2 separate regions of the Lactuca sativa genome follow, and region 2 is linked to region 1. The links are chromatin contacts, called in public Hi-C maps. All regions are on one chromosome and are shown on one strand. The core of a region is the stretch at or near the end of the contact, and the rest is flanking DNA. Distances in the headings are between cores, read along the strand shown. Region 1 holds the start of LOC111883579 (reactive Intermediate Deaminase A, chloroplastic). Region 2 holds the start of LOC111897383 (protein FAR1-RELATED SEQUENCE 9-like).

Evidence for each region. Hi-C and Micro-C count contacts between places; a contact is called where the count stands out from the background.
Region 2: a contact with region 1 is called in a Hi-C map of leaf, with 4 times the contacts expected there. The contact joins the promoter of LOC111897383 here to the promoter of LOC111883579 in region 1. A contact is called at or near these places in 2 of 4 Hi-C or Micro-C datasets (leaf and seed).

Annotation. Positions count from the first base shown.
Region 1 is chr5:7,355,258-7,361,464 of Lsat_Salinas_v11, reverse strand. LOC111883579 (reactive Intermediate Deaminase A, chloroplastic) reads right to left here and starts at 3,730. Exons shown (of 6, transcript XM_023879906.2): 1 at 3,432-3,730; 2 at 3,032-3,147; 3 at 2,876-2,920; 4 at 2,731-2,804; 5 at 2,600-2,649; 6 at 2,288-2,469. The coding sequence starts at 3,630. The coding sequence ends at 2,375.
Region 2 is chr5:7,787,381-7,793,587 of Lsat_Salinas_v11, reverse strand. It overlaps LOC111897383 (protein FAR1-RELATED SEQUENCE 9-like), which reads left to right and starts at 3,259. Exons shown (of 1, transcript XM_023893337.1): 1 at 3,259-3,816. The coding sequence starts at 3,259. The coding sequence ends at 3,816. It overlaps LOC111897384 (protein FAR1-RELATED SEQUENCE 8-like), which reads left to right and starts at 1,929. Exons shown (of 1, transcript XM_023893338.1): 1 at 1,929-2,885. The coding sequence starts at 1,929. The coding sequence ends at 2,885.

The DNA of each region.
Region 1 (6,207 bases), core at 2,481-4,980:
CCACCGAAATTAATTATAGTTATAATTTTCACCAACTTCTTCAATTAATAAAAAAAAACTTTTTTAGTTAATAAAATTCAAAATATTCAACTATAATTCAACTACTATAAATCAAACCACACACTTAACATTTCATACACACAAATATCATTATCTCTCTCACAAACACTCTCAATTAACCAAACAAAAATATCTACATCTACCAAAAAAAACCTTCAAAATTTTCATTACCACCATGTTATCTACCAATAGATAAAAATCAGAAATCGTATAAACTCGAGGGCAGTGATTCTCTATGTTTTACTCGTTATCTATTGCTTATAAACTTTATGATTATTGTTTATTTGCATATTTCTTTCATGATGTCTCGTTGTTTTTTTAGTTTCACTAAGCTAGTTGAGATGGACATTTTCTTTCAATTATTTACTAGAAATAACAATTCATAATAAGAATTCATTTAACCAAGAGATGTTGATACTCGTAATATCAGTCTCTTAGTTTGATCACGAATCTACCACCAACAATGTGATTGTATTTTGGTATTGGGTGGGCGATTCTAAACTGGTATCGGTGAGGTTTTGTAATGGTTTTAGGAAGTCTTTTTCGGGTTTCGGGGATCTTGAACATTTGGATTGAGCAAATTCATTAAACCATGATGTGTCAATACACATAAAATTCTCAAAAGATCTTAAAGAACTAGTTTGATTACGTGGTGAAATTGAGATAAAAGGTTGTGAATTGTGATTCATGGCTTTCTTCTCGAATGTTCAAAACTTGCTATATTTACCTTTATTTTAATTTCATTTTGACCCAAAATTTTACCTATGATAGTTAGGCTGTGTTTGGCGCGTCACAGCTAGCTGAAAAGCTAGCTTATTTTTCGAGCTTTTTTATGTTGTCGTGTTTGGTAAGCCAAAAATAGCTGATAAGCTAGCTTTTTGAAAAGCTACTTAGACTAGCTTTTTAGGAGCTTTATTTAAATTTTCCAAATACACCCCTTAATTAATTATAGAAACACATATTCTTACATGTCCTTTTATGTAATTTTATATATTTCAGCTAGCTTTTCAGCTAGTTTTACCAAACGTTATTTTTTATCAGCTAGCTTTTCAGCTATCAGCTAGCTTTTTATTTAACAGCTAACTTTTCAGCCATCAGCTAGTTTTTCAGCTAACAGCTAGCTTTTCAGCTAGTCCGCCAAACATAGCCTTAATATCTCGATGACGCATTTAAAATTTACAAATTGATTTAATGTTGAAGAAATCATATAAATCGGTGGAAAGTTATGCTCACGATTACACATGTAAAATTTACAAATTGGTTTGATTTCGAAGAAGTCATCTTACCCAATGTTTTAAAAACCGGTTTGAACCGGTTGGACCGGAAACCGGGGGAGGGAGCGATTCAACTATCACCGGTTTTACATTGATTTCTGAACCGGATTGAATCGGCCGGTTTTTAGAAAAAACCGGTTGAACCGGTCAAAATAAACCGGTTAATCCGAATAAAAACACATGAAAATTAATTATTTACATAATAAACTTTGGTATTTTTTTTCAAATATATTTAGTTTTCTCTAAATAAAAACATATATTAAATTTTATAAAGTTTTTTGATGTGGTTGTATTCATCTAAAACTATATTTCGTTTCGGTATTATTTTTTTTTTCTTTTTTAGCATATATGGATTGATGTAAAATACTAAAACTTATGGTTATGTATTATTTTAATGTATTTTGATTCATTTACAACTTATTTTTATGTGTATTTTTAATGTTTGAACTTGTAAACATCAAATTCATAATTTATATATGTATGTGTAGGAAAATAGAAAAAAACATGAAAAATATAGAAACCGGTTCACTCGACGGTTAAACCGGTTGAACCGGGAACCGGTCACCATACCGGTTCAACTAAAAAACCGGTTTTTAAAACATTGCTCTTACCATTCAAAACTCGTCAATAATTTAATTATTTTACAAATACTAATCAAACAAGGTTAGATGTTGGGAAAATAAGTTTGTAGTGTTTGACATTGAGTTGCTATTAGGTAGACAATCATTCGTGCTTTATCGTAAACTCCAAGGTATATCAATAAAAAAATTGCTAACTTTTATAAAGAAAAAGTCGATAAATATTTTGATTACGTAGTTTTCCCCTCATATATAGTTGTATAAACTAAAAATGGACAAAAAGATTGGTTGCCAAATTTTCCTGTTTTAACATGCTCGTAAAGCCTATCCTTATCACTTGTCCCTTTTTTGTCAGCTTAAAATTAAGTGTACATATTTTATTTGTTAATTGAATCCATTTTATTACATAAACCATTGTTTGGACAAAGTTCAATAGATTCTAAAGGGATTTCATGAAAGAAACTAAACCACTGCTATACATTCAATCTCAATCCTTGCATCTAATGGCAATGCTGCCACCTGATAAGTCGAACGTGCAGGTGCTGGTGCAGGGAAATCTGAAAAATACCATATAACAATTTTTTTTTTTTTTTTTTAAAACAGTCAAAAAAGTATAATGTTTTAATCACTAGAAAATAATATTAATAAACAATCTTTAATGTTAAGATGTATGTATAGTGAGCTCACATTTAGCATAGATCTCGTTCACCTTCTTGAAGTCTTTCAGATCTGCCAACCTGCCACCAAAGTAAACATCAAAAATTAGTCTTATACACATCCCCTTAAAGATGATGATGGATAAAAGCATGTTTACTTACATGATTGTGGTTTTAACCACGGAGGAATAGTTGGCGCCACTTGCTTTCAATATCTCTCCCATATTCTTGAGAACCTAAAAAATGGGTTGATCTGAATTATATTTACATCTCTATAGTCTATGCATTATGCAAATGGATAAATTACCTGCTCTGTTTGTTCTTCCACGGTGTCTGAGACAAACTTTCCACTCTACACAAGTACCAAAACATAATTATGAATACACCGGAATGGATTAAACAGTTAAAAGAGAGAGATTAAGAAAGCATTTGCAAATTGCAAATAGTGAAAAAGAATGTGAACCTCGGGAATAAGACCAAGGACACCGGATACAAATACTGTATTATTGGCCTTTATAGCTTGGGAATAGGGACCCAAAGCTGCTGGAGCCTTGTCTGTTTTAACAGCCTCCTTTATACCTGCATCCAAATATCCAAGATGTTTACTCAATAGTCAATACCCATTCTTCAATCCTTGCCTTGAAAAAGTGACAGTTTAATTCAACAAACACTTTAATTCACCCTTGAACTCGAAAAAGTGACAGTTTGAAGTCCAATATCAAAGCGTAGTTCCTTTTCTCAATGGAAAACTACCTAAATTTTTCTAACTGGAAAACTACTTCAATATTTCTCAATGACTCAAATGCATTGATAAACAAAAGAAATAGAATATTTCAATCAATCAGATATCAAACATTACTCACTAGCGTCAGTAGAAACGGCCAAGCAAGCAAAGGGCTTAGATCGGCGGGAGTAACACGGTATAGACGATCTCCGAATGGTTGAGCCCACAGATGAGCTGCATCTTAAGCCAGGAGAAACTGGAATACGGTGGCGGAGTCCGCCCATACCAATCGCCGGATCATTTAACGAAATCGCCAAGGCGGAAACGGAGGACGCCATTTTTTTCTTATCGCCGCCGCTCAGTGATAAAAGTCTAAAATGGTCAGCACTCAGCACTCAACAATGACATCGAGAGAGCTACAAAAAGTAGTCTGCTTGTAGTTTGGGCTTATGGTGGTTTTGGCCCAAAATGTCACAAAATTTCAAAGAATAAAAATCTGTTTTATATAGTTTGAAAACAAATTTGTCATGTGGATAATATGTATTTGCTATTGACGTTACGTTTGGTGTCCACATATTATATTTATTTCGAGCAAATAAATGGAAAAAACCACGAGGGCTCCACATGACAGATGTGGTATTTATGTATATGAAAGGGTTGAGTTTAAAAGAAAACGACATATAGTTTTTTTTTCTTCCTAAAAATATCTGCTATCCATAAGTTTTAACAAAAGGTTGACATACAACTTTTTTGATTAACATGCATTATCTTTGTCGTACATTTATAATTTATAAAATAAAGTATAAATGGCAGAATACAAAGTAATGGACAGATAATTTATAATATACCAACAACATTACTGAACGAATTTTAATCAATCGTGGAATCAATGGCCTCGAAGCAATTGATGACGATGATGAATTACGATGAGAAATCATTTGGATTAGTGAAATGTTTGGTTTCATATCAAAATCATGTTGTCAAATCTAGTCATACTTCTCTTTTACATATTAACACAATATATCTTATGACTATTATATACTAATGTCCTATCTATGTGAAGCAATTGCCTTGAAATGAACACACAACAAAATTTAATTACTATTAGATGTTGAATATGTAGTTGTTTTCCATTAAAATGATTGATATTGAACTTTAAATTGCAAGTAATTAGTTTATTTTGAAAGCAATCGATCAATACCGAGTGAATAGGGATAGTATCATAGTAAGTCAATGTAAGTAACAGTATATTTGAAACAAAAGAGTAGCACATTGGTTTGCTTCTTAATTTAAGCACGGTGTAATAATATGGAATAGTGTTTATGTTCTTCAAATTTTCTCCATGTGACACGAGGGTAACATTTTAATTTGGTATAATCATATACTATAGCAACGGCAACCTTCCGTTAATTTTTGCATTTTACTTTGTAAGACATCCAACGATATTTTTTATTAATACTTTAAGGTTAAGTTGCCTATTTGTAAATTACGAAAATGGTGAGACCAAGACTGTACTTTTTGAAAGAACATTACACTAATTGTTTAATATTTACGTTACCAAGAAAAATTACAATTAGTCTAACAAATTAAATAAATCATAAATATGACATTATAATAGTTATAAAAACAAAATTGTAATCAAACCAAGTAATATCATTTATCACAGAAAATGATTTGGTGTGTGAAAAGTGGCCACTATTCCATATCACTAAAATGGTGGGGAGCTTAGAATAGTTTTTTATAAGATTCCACTAGTTTAAGAGTCGTTTAGATTGGTTTCAAGAGAACAAATTTGTGGACTAAATTAAAATAGTATTAGATACTAATTAAACTGTATAGGGGTATTGTCACTATCAGCCTCTTTTAATTGTAAAAGTTGTGTGCAGCTAGTTAATTATATAGGTTCCCTTGAGTTTGGTACTTTGGTTGCACATGGGCTTGAATATTTAGTTTATAGAATTGGATTCTTGGCATGTAATTATACTAATACTACTATCAAAAAGTACATATTTCTGATATCAATATTAGACAAGATGCATAATAGGGAATTCTTACATGTGCTCACTATTGTCTATATATTTCTGAAGTTTTGTTTATTTGGTTTTATATATTTTCTACCCTCAATGCATGTAGTGCCCCTTATATTTTTTTTAGTTATATAATTTAATGCAATAAAGTAGAGAACCAAAAAATCAACTTGCAACAATATTCATTGAGTTGAACTTTCTATGTCGTTTGGGAAGAGAATAATACACAGGTCGTAGATCTTTTGATCCATATCAATTATCAGGTGGGTTTATATTGTTAAGTTTGAATCTATAGTTATATAAATTAACCAGTAATTTAAATCGACTACTCAACGTTTATGTTCGGAAGGTTATAATTCAGTTGACAAAAACTAGATAAAAGACAATTATAATATATAACTAGCGAAGATTCCACCGCTTTGCGAGGGTTGGAAGTCATTGAGTGTTTGCAAAGGAATGTTAATACAAATATTTTATTAATTTATGCATTGATGTGGAGGTCGTTACATTCATTAAAAGTTGAACATGGTTTTAGTGGACAAAGATGTAGGTAGAACGTAAATGTAACGTAATCATTTTATGGATTGATGCAAGGATGAAGGAGATGTTGTCTTCCATGGAGAGGTTTTCGATTTTCGCATCTTCAATGATGGTTTTTAGGATTTTGTAATTCGGATACTCTGGTTGTGTGGAGACAGTATTGTGAGAGTTGTCTTTCATGGTGAAGCCTTCTTGAAGTTTCGTATGAGATGTTTCCAACAAAATTGCAAAATGAACCTAATGCAAATGTAATTAGTTTTTTTGTAAAGAAATGAAAAGAAATTGGAAAACAGAGAAAAAATGTAAAATAAAAGTGCATTGCTATTTATTGCATTTACTAGGTAACTA
Region 2 (6,207 bases), core at 2,010-4,509, 430 kb before region 1:
AATTATGGTTTGATTAATCCCGAAATGCGTTGAGTCGGCTATATAAAAATTGAAATTTCAGCCTTTGTTGTTTTTTAATTAGGTCCGACTAGTTTGAAGAAACATCATTGATTACAATTACTTATAAGTTGTAATAACAAAATAAAAGTCATGTTCAATCCAAATTAAATTAACTATATCGGTTGAATTCAAAAAACACATGTAAAAATGATGTATTTAATTAGATCAAGTATTCATGACTGTTGAATTGTCTACTCATTATCATATTTGGTCATTTTCACTATCGACATTATATCGGTAAAACCATTTGAAGAAAAAGATTAGTACAAATTTTATCGAAAAAATTAATAGAACACATACACTAGTGAGGGTATTTTAGTCGATTTAACTTTATCATCGATCTTTATCATTGTTGTCGTAAGTGTCCACGACATATTTTACATCATTCTTTTTCATAATTGAAAAATCATAAACATAATGTTAATCTTTAAGGATGTTGATTTCAAATACTAATGATTAAAAAATAATTATGTTGAAGTAAATGCCAAAAAAATATGTCACTGAACTAAAATTAGTGATTTAAAAATAGTTGGGGGACATTATTTGTATCTAATTTTATTTATATTAAGTATAAGTGACGTTGGTTGGTTTGATGGCCGGTTTAACGGACGAACCGGATATATTTTATGTGTGAAAGGGATTAGGAACCGGATCTAGCCAGTGTGAACACGAATCTAGTACTATGATTCTTTCTTTTGTCTGTGGGTGTGTGTGGGGTATGCACTTCCAATGTGTGGTTGTTGTCAAGTAACTAAAAGGTTTGGTTTTAATTTATTAATTTCATAGGTTTTGTTATGAATTACTATTATTAAGTTATTTAAAATATTTTATTTAATTCAGATGATATTTGGTTAGTCGTGTATTCAAAAAATTTCGGTTCAAGATGCTTATAATAAAACTCTTTTTTAGATACAATATACGATTTCTTTTTAATGCTACAAGAAACTAGAGTTTTAAATATATTTATGTTGAAAGAATAAAAAAAAAGTATCGGTCATAAATCATAATCTCATTATTGTCTTCATTACTTATCTGAAATTCACCTACCATTTTAGATCCGTACAATTTTCTCATCCAAATGAAAGTTTTTTTTTTTTTTTTTTTTTTTTTTTTTTTTTTTTTTTTTTTTTTTTTTTAGATAACGTGTATTTTAAAATAACTAATAACTTGGTTATTTATAATCATATCTTTTATATTGTAAACATATAATTAATTAATGAGAAATTAAATTGGTTCCTACTATTTCTTCCTACTAATATACCTATCCACTAAAATTATGTCATTTGTCATTAATATTTCATCTCATTTAATTTAATTTGATATTCCTATAGTGCCCTTAATGAAGTAATTGAGAAAAAAGGAAGAAAAATATCATGTAAGATACATGATCGTTCGTAGCAACCTGCAATCCTGATTCTTTCTCAATATCTCAAACCCTTCTTCTTGTTATTCTATTGCTCATGACAACTGCAACCAAGCGCGCCAGCAACCACAATCACAACAACAACATACAGATAAATTTTGCTTTAATTATGTGAAGGCTACACACACTAATGGTGTTTTAAAGTTCGATCTTGTTACATTTTTCTTTTTGAAGCTATATGATTTTGTTTGTGGGTTCTAAATATTTTTATCTTTTGTTAAGACTTCTGTTGGCAGTTATAGGTGACGGATAAAATAGAATAATAGTGAATAGTGATTATAGAAATTGGTCAGTCATATTTGCATTTATAATATAACTGTATAGTTATATTTCTAATAAGATAACTCTTATTTATTGATTAATATTACAACTTATAGTAGGTTATGTTGCTTTATTATTGATAAAATCTTTGGTTTATTGTTAACAAAATATTTGATATTTGATCATGGAGATTGCAAATTCAGTTAAAGAGGCTATAAATTCAGTAGAAAAGGATGCAATTTCAATAGAAAAGGCTGCAATTTCAGTTGAAGAGGCTGCAAATTCAATTGAAGAACATACAAATATCAATCCTCAAGATCAAAAAATTCCTAAAGTTGGAATGAAGTTTGATTCAGAAGAAGACCTTTACAATTACTTTAAAACATATGCATTCCATACTGGATTTGGTATACGAAAATCTAGTACAAGAACAAAAGATTCTTGTGCTAAAACATACTATTCGCTTGGATGTGCTAAAGGAGGGGTATATGTGCCTAAAACAAGCAAACCATATAAAAAGTCTTCTAAAACAAACTGTAAAGCACAAATTAGCGTAATTGCATATAGTGATGGAAGATGTGTTATCTCTAGTATGTTTCTCGAACATAATCATGCTTTAAGTCCCAAAAAATCTCGTTTCCAACGATCACATAAGAAAATGGATTCATATGCTAAAAGAAGACTTAAATTGAATGATTATGCTAGAATTCCATTAAATAAATTTTTTCACTCGTTAGTTGTTGAAGCGAAAGGGTATGAAAATTTGCCTTTTGGCGAGACAGATTGTAGATCTTACATCACAAAAGTAAGATATCTAAGACTTGGGCTTGGGGATGCCAAGACACTTCGTAATTATTTTGTCTGTATGCAAAAAAGGACTTCAAATTTTTTCTATGTGATTGATATAGATGATGAATGTCGTATGCGAAATATATTTTGGGTGGATTCAAGGTCAAGGGCAACATACGAGTCATTCGAGGATGCTATTTCGTTTGATAGCACATATTTGACTAACAAATATAATATGCCGTTTGCGCCTTTTGTTGGAGTAAATCACCATGGACAATCTATCTTATCTGGATGTGGTTGCTTTCACGAGAGGATACAGAAACATATGTATGGTTATTCAAGTCATGGTTAGAATGCACGAATGGACAGGCACCAAAAGCAATAATAACAGATCAATGTCGATCAATGCAAGGAGCTGTGGCATAGGTATTCCCTGATTCTCATCATCATCTTTGTCTTTGGCATATTATGAAAAAGATTACTGAAAAATTAAGTAGGTTGCCTCAATATAAATTAATAAAGAAGACTCTAAAAACCCTTGTATATGAGTCTACGGACACTCAAGAGTTTGAAGATGCGTGGCGCAAGTTGGTTGAAAAGTAGGCACTTGAAAAAAAATGAGTGGTTAAGTTCTTTATTTAACGATCGAATGTGTTAGGTGCCGATATATGTGAAAGAAAACTTTTGGGCAGGGATGTCTAATACACAAAGAAGTGAAAGCATTAATGCTTTTTTTTGATGCATATGTTAATTCTAAAATCTCATTGCGACAATTTGTTGAGCAATATGACAATGCACTAAAAAGCAAGATTGAAAAAGAAAATAAGGCTGATTTTGAGTCTCTCAATTGTTCTTATAAATTAGTAACTGGGTTTTATTTTGAGAGACAGTTTCAGGAAGCATACACAAATACAATATTTAAGTTGTTTCAAGATGAGTTAGGAGGTATGTTATTTTGCAATTCTTCATTGGTCAAAGTGGATGGTACACGCTATGTATTTCATGTCACGGATATTATGGAATGGAAACATGGAGATTCTAAAAAAAGAGTTGTTCATACTGTTAGTTGTGATGAGATTGAATGTGATATACAATGTTTTTGTCATTTGTTTGAGTTTCGAGGAATTATTTGTAGGCATGCGGTGAAAATATTGATTGAGAAGGATGTTAAAGAAATCCATCAACGGTATATTTTGTCCCGATGGAGGAAAGATGTGAAGCATGGTCACTACTTAGTGATAAATTGTTATGAAGATTTAATGAGTTGTGAAAACGCTAAATAATTTAACCACTTGTGTTCCAATTTTTACGAGGTTGCGCATATTGCTAATTCCCGCGAAAAGTATGAATACTTGCTAAATTGTGTAAATATGGCTAAAGAAAAGTTAAATGATGATTCGGTTTTGGGTTGTAGTAGTAACATCAATTTGGTAGTTAAAGATGTTCGTGTTTCAGACTCGACTACGAAATTGTTACCACCCTTGCAAGTGCGTGGTAAAGGCCGTCCACCATCCAAGAGAAAGGAATCTAGAGTATAACAAGTTATGAAGAAGAAAACAAAGAAAAATGTAATATTTTATGTATCTAGACTTTTTTCTTAATTTGGTTAATATAGTTTATAATAACCGAGTTTTTTAGGTACGTGAAAAAACGGACAACATACAACAAGATCAACCAGATTCAAGTCGTGAGCATGGAGCAAATTCCTATAATGCTGAGCCGAACTACCAATTTGATCTTAATGTACCGATTTGAATGTTAAAGACCGATGAGTAGGTGGAAATAGTATAATATAGGTTTTTTGAAAAAAGATTAAATTTTAGTTTCATTTATTTTGCATTTAATGATTTTGAAAGAACCGAATGACATTGTGATAGTGTTACGAATTGGATTTCTTGGTTTCAAAATAAAACACACAATTGTCATTTATTGAATAATTGTAATTTTATTCTGTGAAGGATCAAAATATGCTACAAGAATATGAGTAGAGGGCATTTTGGTCCTTTTATTATGTTATGGGGTTGCCTAATATTGTGTACATACAAATGGAACAAAAAAAAAGTAAGAGCTGAAACAGAAATTGAACAACATTGATATGTAGTCTTCCCGAGCCTATATCTGATTCAATATATAACCAAAAAATGTGTTTGTATAGTCTAAAATGAAGTACAAACTCTAAATTACATGCTGGAAAAAAAATCAAGTAAATCCGACTTCATATGACTGGGTTATGTGTATTTTTAAAAGTGGGACAGATTGCAAAAAAAAAGTGTTGAAACAGAAATTAAACAACATTGATACACAGTCTTCCTGGGCCTATATCTGATTCAATATGTAACCAAAATATGTGTTTGTAGAGTCTAAAATGAAGCACAAACTCTAAACTACATGCTGAAAAAATATCAAGTAAATCCGACTTCAGTTGACTGAGTTATGTGCATTCTAACTCAAGGGCATTTTTGTCCAGATTTACAAAATGGAAGCTTTGGCCATTTTTGTCTAGGTTTACAAAAAAAAAAAAAAAAAAAAAACAATTCAAGGGCATTTGTGTCCTAAACGAGAAATGAAATTAATGGACATTTGATTCCAGATGCAAAAAATACAACTCATGTAAAGTGTTTACAAAAATAAACTACATTGCTATATTAAACCATTCTCGTATAAGTACATTGTAAAATATCAAACAATCTCAATAATGATTATTACAATGTTCAGAAGATAAGAATAGAACATTTTTCATATAACCACATATCGTCTCTATTAAGTTCTCTCTATTAAGCTCTGAAAGTGCAATATAAGAAAAGCCTTGAAGATGCCATTACAGGTGCCTCTTTATCTATTACTACTACTTGTTAGGTTGCCATTGATATTTCTTCATGGCATTAAGCACCTGAGCTTGAGCAAGTGCCAAGGATCTTGAATGAGCATACTCCTCTTCTACTAGATCACATATGTACTCTGTCCCAATAATCATCCTTTCTTTATTCAATCGAAGCTGCAGTAACTTTAACCCATTAAAACAATGATAATGCATCAATTACATAAAGTAAGATAAAATGGAACACACGTAAATGAAGCCTTTTATCTTAAATCAAAGCTGAAGTAACTCATTCTAACTAACTCCATTCGTATTTATAATACTTCTTATAACATCATTCTAACTCCTAACCAACTTTATCCGAATTGACCAGTTTACCCCATTTACCAAGGGATTCAAAAACCTAAAGGAGGAACCATGAAACAAAGATCAATGTGAAGTTCAATTTTGTGTAATTACACACACCCACAACAATATGATCCCTGATTTTGTAATAGTAGATTTTGGTAAACATATACAGGTGGAAATTTTGACTAATTTACAAAAAAATGGTTAATCATGTGCTCTATTTCTCTCAAAAAATTGGAATCTGCTTATGAAAAATCAAGTAATGCTCTTGGAAATTGCTACTGAAAAACTCAGGTTATGCAAATATCAGAAATGGAAAAACTCAGGTTAGCTTACTGCAATTTGCTACTAAATGAACCCAAATAAACTTCTTCAAACACAAAGAAATTCGGACGATTGCCACAAAAATTTCTAACTGATTGTAGCTGATACTTGCCAGATTCTCGGTAGAGATGTGGGACCGTTGGCGATGGTTTTGTCGTGGCGTGGCTAGTTAGGTATCGATGGT